Linked DNA regions of Mus musculus: region 1 is linked to region 2. The links are chromatin contacts, called in public HiChIP or PLAC-seq maps. All regions are on one chromosome and are shown on one strand. Each heading gives the region's core, a stretch centred on a gene start, on an enhancer-like site or on the middle of the called end of the contact. The rest is flanking DNA. Distances are from core to core; before and after follow the strand shown.

Region 1 (4,874 bases), core at 1,433-3,932, 370 kb before region 2:
TTCATCTCCCATTTCCTCCACGGAGCCGTCCCTGTCAAGAGATGCTCAGCACCTGGTCCCTGAGAGGGTTTTCTGAGAGCTTTGCTGACTGGCTGTTTCACAGGAAGCATTTTTTTACCATTAATCACCCTCTCTCTCTCTCTCTCTCTCTCTCTCTCTCTCTCTCTCTCTCTCTCTCTCTCTCTCTCAGAGGAAGGCCCCGTGGTCTCCAGGGTAATCAGCTCTCTGCTTCCCTGAGATCCTTGGGTCCCTAAGGGAGAAGATATGAGGGGAGAAAAGAAGAGGAGGATTTTTCCACATTAAAAGTAGGAGTAGGGACTGGCCAGCTGGTGCAGTCAAGTGCCCAATGTGTAAGTCTGAGGACCTGAATTCAGACCTCTCAGAATGCTCAGCTTTGGCACTGAGAGGCAGAAACAAAGAGGACCCTGGGACCTGCTGGCCATGAAATAAAGGCAGGTCCTGAAAGGGATTCAGTGTGAGAAGCTGCCTCAAAAAGTATCCTGAGGAGCAGACAACCCCAGGGCTCTACACAGACACACAGACACACACACAAGCAAGAAGGAAGGGTGCGGTGGTATGACATACATCCTAATCCCAGGATACCAGAGATCACCCGGAGGCCAGCCTGTTCTACACTGTAAGTTCCAGCCCAGCCAAACGAGTCCAGCAAAACCTTGTTTTACGTGGGAGAAGGGGAGGGAAGTAGGGTAGAGATTCAAACTGGAAACCAAACCAAACCAAACCAAACCAAACCAAAATTTTAAATCAAAAACAAGAAAGCAAAGACTAAAAATGAAGAGACATTGAGGTGTGTAAACAGAAAATCATTACTTCAGCACCACAGATAGGATAGGAGAACAGTTAGTAGCTGTGGAGGCTTCGTGGTATTGTGTACTGCAAAACACACATCCTTGCTCTCACCTCTCATCACACTGCAGGAAGATGTGGAGCACACTTGGAACCCCAGCACATGGGCCACAGAGCCAGGAAGATCAGGAATTCTGGGCCATCCTGGCCTATACATGGGGATTCTGCCTTAAAAATAAGTAGAGCTAGTGAGATGGTTTGGTGGGTCAAGGTGTTTGCCTCCTGACCCAATAACCTGATTCCGATCTCTAGATTCCACATCATCAAAGAAGAGAGAACCAACTGTCAGAAGTTGTCCTCTGATCTCCTCATGTGCTCTGTGGCACCCACCACATGTCGTTGCACACTGTGTGTGTGTGTGTGTGTGTGTGTGTGTGTGTGTGTGTGTGTGTTGAGCCACAGTGCACATGTTGAGGTCAGATGCACACTTTTGAGTGGGTTCTCTTTTGCCACTGTGGGCCCCTGGAATTGAACTCAGGTCATTAGGCTTGGCAGCAGGCACCTCAACCTTCCAAACCATCTCCCTGCCCTTACATAGTCTTTCCAATGCTAACTGTACTCACCCTACCCTCCAGCAAACACCTATAGCCACCCCCACCCCCGAACCCTCGAAATAAATTTCTAGTGAAATAAAATCGTCATTGAAAATTATAAACATAAATGTAGGCAAAGGCCTACACACTCCACACACTTAGATAATATTTTCACCCAAACACTCCGAAATCTTGAACTGTGAAATAGCCAACTAAGTAGTTCCATTTCAATTAGCTTTACCAGGAGTTTACTGTATAACAGTGTTATGCTAGATTTAAATTTAAAAATAACTCTGCCCAACCACACATTTAGGCGTGTTTCTCTTTCATTCTACAGCAGAGTATTCTCCTAACTAGAGAAGTTCAGCTTGAGTGGGCGGGAAGAAGGGGAAAACAGTGAAATGGAGGCAGGACATTTCCCAGGAAAACCAAGGGCAAAAACACTTCTCATAGCCTGAGGATCCTGGCCAGCATTTTGATCAAGAGAATCAACTTTTGAGACACAGTGAAGCATCTGGGAAACCTTCTGGGAGACATAACACAGACTGTGGAAGCAAATATTAGCAGGTTCACCAGGCCGTAATCACCGCCGGTATCCATGGTGCTAAGGTTCAAATTAACATGGTTATTTTTCTTGTGTTGCCAAATTTAACATTGGGGAATTTTGGTTGTGGGCCTGTTATCATTAGGCAAACACACATACTGGTGTTGAAGCAAATTTTTAGATAATTGCACAGTGTTTATGAGAACAGATTTGGGGATTTAAGCATATACTCAAATACCCATGCCCCCAGATAAATACAGGTCTCCTGTCACCTTTGGTAAATGTTCATGTGGGTAAAATTTCTGATTCTGCATGTAATCTAAATACCATGACTACCAATATTTAGTGTTATCTCCCTCCCATTCTTTCTTCCTTTCTCTCTTTCTCTACAACCTTATCTCATTCTTAGTCAAGTGGTCGCAATTATCTGTCAATATCTACGACTTTAAGAAGCATCCTTTTGGTGTGGATCCAGGGGAGAGGAGAGGTTGGGAGGAACTGGGAGGAGTGGGGGGAGGGGAAACCACAATCAGAAACCAGAAAATGAAACCATAGAATGAATACATTAAAAAAAAAAAAACTATTTTCAAAACTGGAAAATGTTAAAAGGGGATCCTTTTGTAAGATCCAGAAAATCTTTCTGCCTCCATTTCAGACTTTCACAGAGGTGGCGAGAGTCACGACAGTGGTTTAATCTCTATGTCAACACACCAAGTGCTCAGGCCATCCCTCTGGAGTCAAAGGAAGGCCACCTAGAGAGAACTAATCCAGCCAGTGTGGGTAGGAACGATGAATCTCACTTCTTGGGCTAAGGAGTGAAACCAGGACAGAAGTCATGGTGAAATCTATTTTAGAAAGTACCAAGTGAATGAATCACGGAAATACTTTAAAATCTTCAGACCAAAGCTGGTTATTCATGCCTGAAGTTCCAGCTCTTGGGAAACTGAAGCAAGCGGGGTATGAGCCCGGGGCTATGTAACAAGACCTCAGAGACAAAAACAAGAGCCAGAGGTGGATGTGCAAGCCTTTAATCCCAGCAGTCGAGAGGCAGAGGCAGGGTGAGCTCTGTGAGGTGGAGGCCAGGTAATGAGTTTTTCCGGGACTGCTAGGGATATGCAGAAAGATCCCCATCTCAAACAAACAACTACTAGGCTGGGAGCAAGCATAGGTCAGACGCTAGACTGCCTGCCTAGCATTATCCCCTACGCTTATCCCCAATCCCTCATAAACTAGCAGTGTTGCAGGTGACTGTAATCCCAGCCCGTGGTGGGGTAGAGACAGGATCGTCAGAAGTTCAAGCATGTCCTTGGCTACTCAGTTAATTCAAGGCCAGCCTGGGATACATGACACCCTGTTTTAAAAGCAAAACACACTGGTGGCTGGAGAGACAGGTGGCTGAGGGTAAGAAGGATGCCTGCCTGCCTGCCTGCCTGCCCGATGCTCTCCTAGAGGACCCAAATTCAGATGACACACCCACCTGGCAACTCACAACTCACTTCCTATAATTCCAGCTCCAGGGGAGCAAACTGCTTCTTCCGGCCTATTCAAGGTAAGGTGTACATGTGGCATAGATACACTTGCATACACATAAATAGAAATACATCTTTTTTTTTAAATCAAAACAAAAAATTCTAACCGTGAAAAAAATAGAACCAAGAATAAAACAATATGCACATAGACAAATCTTAACATTGAAACTCTGTAACTCAATAGGCCATGTGACCCTGCCAGTAACTTAAGAAGGCGCTTTATGGTGAGATAGCTCTGAGGGTAAAGATTCCTGACAACCTGAGTTTGATCTTTGGAACCTATAGAAGGTGGAAGAAAAGGTCACAAAATTTGTCTTTTGACCTGCATACTTGCAGTGGCATGTGCACTCACACACACACACACACACACACACATAGCCACTAATAAACGAAAGAGAAGCTAAGTGTTCCAAGATTATTTATTGTATGACGAAGGCGATGTACCCTTACTCTTATCGCATACACACGAATGCCAAGGTCTTGAGATGACAACAAGAGCCTTTACTGTAATCCTGGATGCTCTAGAACAGATTTCTTGGGATAACTGAATTTTCCAGTTACCGAGACACGGTTTTTGTTTTCTTCCCTTGCTTGTATCATTATCCCGAGCAGTAAATCTCATTTCATATTTATTGCAGATGTCGAACTTTAAAGGAATCAGAATTACTTTTTAAAGTTTACCTCATCTTATCAGGCTGTCTGGTTTGATTTGCAATTTTCTGCAAAGTGGAAAGGAAGGCTTAGGGGGGAAAATTACTGCTAAGGCTTTCCAGTAATCAGAGATGTGCTGACTCCTGCAGAAACCAACGATCAGGAGGGAAGGCTGGCAGAAAGCAGGTTAGCTGACACTATCACAGAGAGGGTCCAGATGTGGGATCACAAGCCCGGGAATGAGGATGGAATTCGATTAATCGCTTGAACAGAATCTTCTTTCCCCAGATTCTCTCTCCAAAGCTGTTCCTTTGGTCGCCAAGCTTTCTTGCTCAAATGTGACCTTCTCAAGGAGGTCATGCCTGACCTTTTTACTTAAAATAGCAACCTGTTCCCACCCCTACCCCAGCAACAATGCCCTGAGTGCCTTTAATGTATGGACCACACACAGTGCTATACGACTCTGTATGTCCTTGTCCCAGAACCGACCCGTCAGCCATTTTGCTTGATTCTTCACATTCCTCTCTAAAAGCAGAGGGCATTATTGTTGTTGTTGTTGTTATCTTCAAATGACAATAAAAGAAAAAAATGCTCTGCCCTTGATACATATTTTAAAATGTACAATCTTTAATCTAATTTTAGCATCTTCTAAAGAGTCAGTCTAAGTAGTAGACCCTTGACATTAAAAATGTCCTATCGAATAAGATCACACACGAGAAATGCAAGGCCTAGATAGGAGGGATGGCTCAT
Region 2 (5,051 bases), core at 387-2,886:
ATGGAACATCATGACTGGCAGAGCACTGGTATAATATAAAATGGAAGTGGGGAAAAACACTGAAGGAAGGTTGAATCTGATGGAGGAAGCTCACTCTAATCTGATGGAGGAGACCGTGGTTTGTACTAAATCCTGAGATAATAAGAATGACGACTCTGAAGAAAACAGTAACTCAGAGGGTTGTGGGAGACCAATTTGGTGTCTTGTTTATCATGTGGATTAAGGGGGAGATGATGGAGGAAGAGACACACATGAGGACAGACTCTTAACTGAGTGAAAGCAGGAAAGAGGAAGGAAAAAAAGACGGTTGAAATTCCTGCCAGAGAAACCAAAAGGACTTAGTGACTAATTCAGTACAAAACGAGGGAACAGAGACTGTAAGGAAGACTGTAAGTAAAGAGATGAGTCCTACCATGAAGAGAGATAGAAAAACCAGGAAAATGTCTGAGGGAAATGAATGACAGGAAAGGAAAAATGAGTATTAGCGGTGTGCGTAAGACCAAGATGAGAATCAGTTGCATACGTAAGACAAGGCTAGTGCTGTTGAAAGTGAGCCTGGCTGAAGATTGGGTGGGGTCTTGGCCAAAACTAGTGATCTGGGATTCAAGTGCATAGAGGAGATCAAAAGGCAGACAGGAAGGGAAACATTGCAAACCTTGCCAACTCCTGACATCTTTCCACTGCCTTCACCTCCCTAATTAAATACTGATTTGGTACAACTATCTCATATACTTTCCAAAGCCAGAGGATGGATCCCGACTGTTCTAAGTCGATAAGGGTCATTCCCATCTATTCTAGGAACATGCATGGGACAAAGTCTAGACAGCAAGATTTGGAGAGTCAGCTGAGATTCTATTAAAGACACAGAATAGGAGGTAGGGGGTCATTTTCTCCAGGAATTGAATCCTGTAACTGCCCTGCCACCACTGAGCTCTGGAGTTGGCCTTCTTCAGGCAACAGGGCCCTGGAATGAAAACAGGGGTCAAAAACTTAGAAATTACTCAGATTTAGAAATCTGAAGCAAACCCTAAGAAGTCTAGAGAAGGCTTGGTCAGGAACTAGGAAGACGGAGAAAATCAAGTTAGGCTCTTAATCAAGGTGTTGGCCAAACAGAAGAAGCCAGAGGCTTGGACCAGGCTTACCACAGGCTGAAGTGAAATATCCAAGCAGAGAGAGAAAGAGTTGCACCCAGGAGACAACAACTGGAGATAATAATCCTTTCTCAAAAAGAAGCTCTTGACAAAACTCAGGAGGTGACTTGAGGGTCAGCAAAAAGTGGTTTCTGAACCATTAAACACATTCTCGACTGGAAAACTTCACATTCGTGTCAGCTGGGCGAGCCATTTCAGAACCAGCCTCAATGTGGCTATTATTCACATTCATCCCGCCAGTGTGAAAATACGGCTCGAAATGGACTTTGCTATTTGAAATTAAGTGTGATCACACTCAGCAGCCCAGGGAAGCACTCCCTTTATGAGAGGCTGTGAGCCAGGGGGAGGTGGGGGAGGGCGAGCAGGTTTGTGGAAAGAGAAGGGGCTCTTTCTCTGGGACTTTCCCTCTTCACAGTGCCATTCCCCCTCAGTCCCACTCTCCAGGACTCTTCCTTTCACTTCTGCAATTCTTTCCCCCACCTTCAGCATCCTCTTCTCACTTCTCTCACAGCTACCTCTCGCTTAGAAGAAGTATCTGGCCCCTTGTGACTCCGTGAGCTGTCGGAATTAACTACAATCTATTATTTCCCAATAAATCCCCCACCCCCACACCGCAGCTCTTGACAGGACACAACAGCTGAGAATCCCCAGCAATGGCCTGGCCAAGGTACTAAGAAAGACTGGCTCTGTTCCTAGCTCATCCTGGGTCACAAAGAATCCTCCAATAGGATGCCAGGAGAGTTCAAGAAGAGCTGGTCTCTTCTAAGCGCAGCTCTTTGCTTAACCTGCCTTTGATTTCCCAGGAGTTTCAGGATGAGTGTATGCTAAGAAAAGGCGAGGTGCCCAAAAGACAAGAGTTCAGAAAAAGATGATTAAATTCAACATGGCTAGCAAGTAGGCACTGCTCAACACTTCATAAAAGGTAGACAAATACAAAAATGCTGATCAGAAGAAGTAATATTTGGTTATAATATAGAAGCACAAGTATTTGTGTGTGTGTGTGTATGTGTGTGTGTGTGTGTGTAGGGCAGTTAATACATTCATAAACATTTGCTCCCTTTCTTAGCATTTGTGTCCCTCACTGACGGGCCGTGGCTGGGGGACTTGAGGGTATGTCGAATTGATATAAGTATATAAAAAATTTCCTGGCTAACGATGCTGACACTTCTGCCAAAATTATGTTTATTTGTTAAAACATATACTTCATTCTGTTGTTGCAGAACTAAATCCAACCCCATCGTAACTGGGGAAAGGGTGATTGGGTTTCATGGTGATGTACCAGCTAGTGTCTTGTGGGGGCGTTAAGGTGCCAGCTGCTCCTTGGGCATTCCTTTTTATTTCCAGTCCGTAGACTGTTTTTCCACTCTTTTTTGTGTGAGGCAATTGGGATTAGAGGGGTCTTTGTAAGTGACAGAGGCGGAGATGGCAGCAGCATCTCCCAGATCCCTATGCACAGAGACAGCCTGGAAGGCCAGGCTCAATGCTGGCTTCGTTTGTCACTCCCCTCCGAAAGAAAAGGTCTTCCAAAAGAAGGAGTCTCTGTTGGAAACCTGTAAAGCAAGGGACTTGGGCCTTAGGGCTGATGTTTCCAGAATGCAGTCTGAAAAGCACCAAGCTAGGATCACCTTCAAGGCAGATCAAACAATCCCATGTTGGCAACAGGCCTCTGGAGTTTTCCATGCACCTCTGTCAGGTGGTGGCTGGGGGCATTTTCTAGGGTTTCTGTCTGAGGGCTAAATGAGTTTCGGGGCTCCTCCTTGATTCTTTGAAGGATTTATCATTATTTTTACCCACTTGAAAATTCCAAACTGCCACAAGTGTCCCCTTGACTGGCTGGTTTACCCAGTGCGGCTGGAACAGGGCCAGCCAGATTGTCCTCTGCTGAGTGGGCCACCCAGTCTCCCCTAGAAAGCCTGGCCTCTTCAATTGAGCAACCTCACAGCACAGCGTGCGCATGCACACACACACACACACACACACACACACACACACACACATTGAATAATGTAGGGGGCAGGGTTGTTTGTTTATATTGTTGTCATTTTTGATATTTAAGTTCTGGGCAAAACAAGCACCTACAATGCCCCAGTGAACACTCCCTTTTGTTTTTTTAAGGATAGAGAAAGACAAAGTGGAAAGGAAGCCGCCCTCTCCTCTCTCCCTTCTCCCTCCATCACAGAATCAAAACACTCATTCTATGGACCTTACAGAGGTGGAAGGCTCAAGAAAATTATGCCTTGTCTGTTTCCTGGCTCTGCATGAAAATCCTGGTGCTCAGCAGCTGTTCCGGTTGCTTAGAAAGTCTTTTTTTTTTTTTTTTTTTTTTTTTTTTTTTTTTTTTTTGCTTAGAAAGTCTTGATGCAAGAAGGTCAGGCGTGGGAGTGGGTGGGGCTCACCGGCTGGCAGGGTTGGGGACTGAGAGTTAATATTTTTGTTAGAGAGAGAGAAAAAGAGAGAGAAACAGACACCGAGAGACAGAGGGACAGAGAGACAGAGAAAGATATACAGAGAGACTCAGATAAACACACACAGACACAGAGACAGATAGTAAGATACAAAGACACAAAGACACAGAGAGAGAGAAAGAGAGAGGGAGAGAAAGAGGAAGGAAGGGAGGGAGGGAGGGAGGGAGGGAGGGAGGGAGGGAGGGAGGGAGGGAGGGAGGGAGAAGTCAGGGACAGAGACACACAGATACCAAGATGCAGAGAAAGAGAGAGATAGAGAAAGACTCAGAGATAAACATACACATACAGACACAGAGAAAAAGAGAAACATAGGCAGACAGACAGACATAGACACACACACACAGAGAGAGAGAGAGAGAGAGAGAGAGAGAGAGAGAGAGAGAGAGAGAGAGATCCTATTTCTGAATACTGTTATCAGAAACTGGTTTCAAGCAAACACAACTGGATAGTGTGGTGTGGTGTGTGCGTGAGGAGGTGGGTTGAGGAAAAGAATGTAGAGGCACAATCCACTTAACCTTTAAATCTGTGCTCTCTTTCAACGCAGAAAATGTTTAAAATTTCAGCCAAATGAAAAGCAACCAAATGGTTGAGAAAGCCTTTATGACTAAGAAGGGCTGCAATGGAAAAATGTAAAAAGAGAAGTTAAACCAGCTGGTGCCTTTAATTTGGCTTTCCCTCCTTTCTTACACACCCCCTCCCCCAGCTTAAAACAGGAAAAACGGTCTGCATAAATACCCAGTGTTTTTCCTAGTGTTTAGTCCGAACAGAATTCTTCATGGGGCTCCGTTTACTGCCTCTCCTGGGACTGGGTGTGAAAGAGACATTTCACCCCTGGGTCACAGGTCACCGGCTGCTCCGATTTGTTAGGCAAGCTTCCATCTCTCCTGTATAGGTAGGATTCAGGAATCAGAACTCCGGGCAGAGGTGAGGGGAAGGTCAATAGCTATTTCTTTCCCCTGTCATTTTTATAAGACTATTTCTACTTCTATTCTTTTAACATACCCAGAAACAAACCTCTAAAGCTCTTTTTCAGAGCACACAATACCTTTCTAGTTTCTTAAGTGATGCATGCATTTAATAAACACTACTTAGGTACTGTCGACAACACTAGGCATTGTCTTGAGTGCGTGGGAAACAAAGATGCCTAAAATTAATTCCCAAACACAAGGGCAGATACCGAGACAAATAATTAGGGCACTTATGCTAAGCATGATAAATCCAAGGAACTGGAAAAACCTCTTGCTGCCTAATAGTGAAGGGCAAGGAAGGCTTCCTGGAGGTGGTGGTAATGAAACTGAGTTGTGAGCCAGCAAGGAACACACTAGATTCGAAAAAGAAAGGCTTTTAGACCGTGGTTTCCCTCGAGCTGAAAGAACTGGCTGCAGTATTCTGCTGTGACTAAGATTCCAGGAAACCTTGGAATCTTATGTGAAAT

The links. HiChIP or PLAC-seq counts read pairs in DNA pulled down with a chosen protein or histone mark.
Region 1: an H3K27ac HiChIP or PLAC-seq map of bone marrow-derived dendritic cells shows a contact between it and region 2, with 4 times the contacts expected there. The contact joins two enhancer-like sites. A contact is called at or near these places in 4 of 39 promoter capture datasets (embryonic stem cells, hematopoietic stem and progenitor cells, liver and 1 more), 2 of 484 Hi-C or Micro-C datasets (both in bone marrow-derived macrophages) and 9 of 115 datasets of contacts at active chromatin or transcription factors (CD8 T cells, bone marrow-derived dendritic cells, craniofacial prominence and 6 more).

Annotation. Positions count from the first base shown.
Region 1 is chr10:96,630,924-96,635,797 of GRCm38.p6, reverse strand. No RefSeq gene overlaps it. Among named protein-coding and RNA genes, the nearest start is that of Btg1, 16 kb to the right of the region's middle. Within about 2 kb of position 2,682, at least 84 of the 459 cell types and tissues checked have an H3K27ac peak or open chromatin away from gene starts, as enhancers often do. A contact at or near this core is called in bone marrow-derived dendritic cells, where this site is marked.
Region 2 is chr10:96,263,031-96,268,081 of GRCm38.p6, reverse strand. No RefSeq gene overlaps it. Among named protein-coding and RNA genes, the nearest start is that of Gm40747, 6.6 kb to the right of the region's middle. Within about 2 kb of position 1,636, at least 41 of the 459 cell types and tissues checked have an H3K27ac peak or open chromatin away from gene starts, as enhancers often do. A contact at or near this core is called in bone marrow-derived dendritic cells, where this site is marked.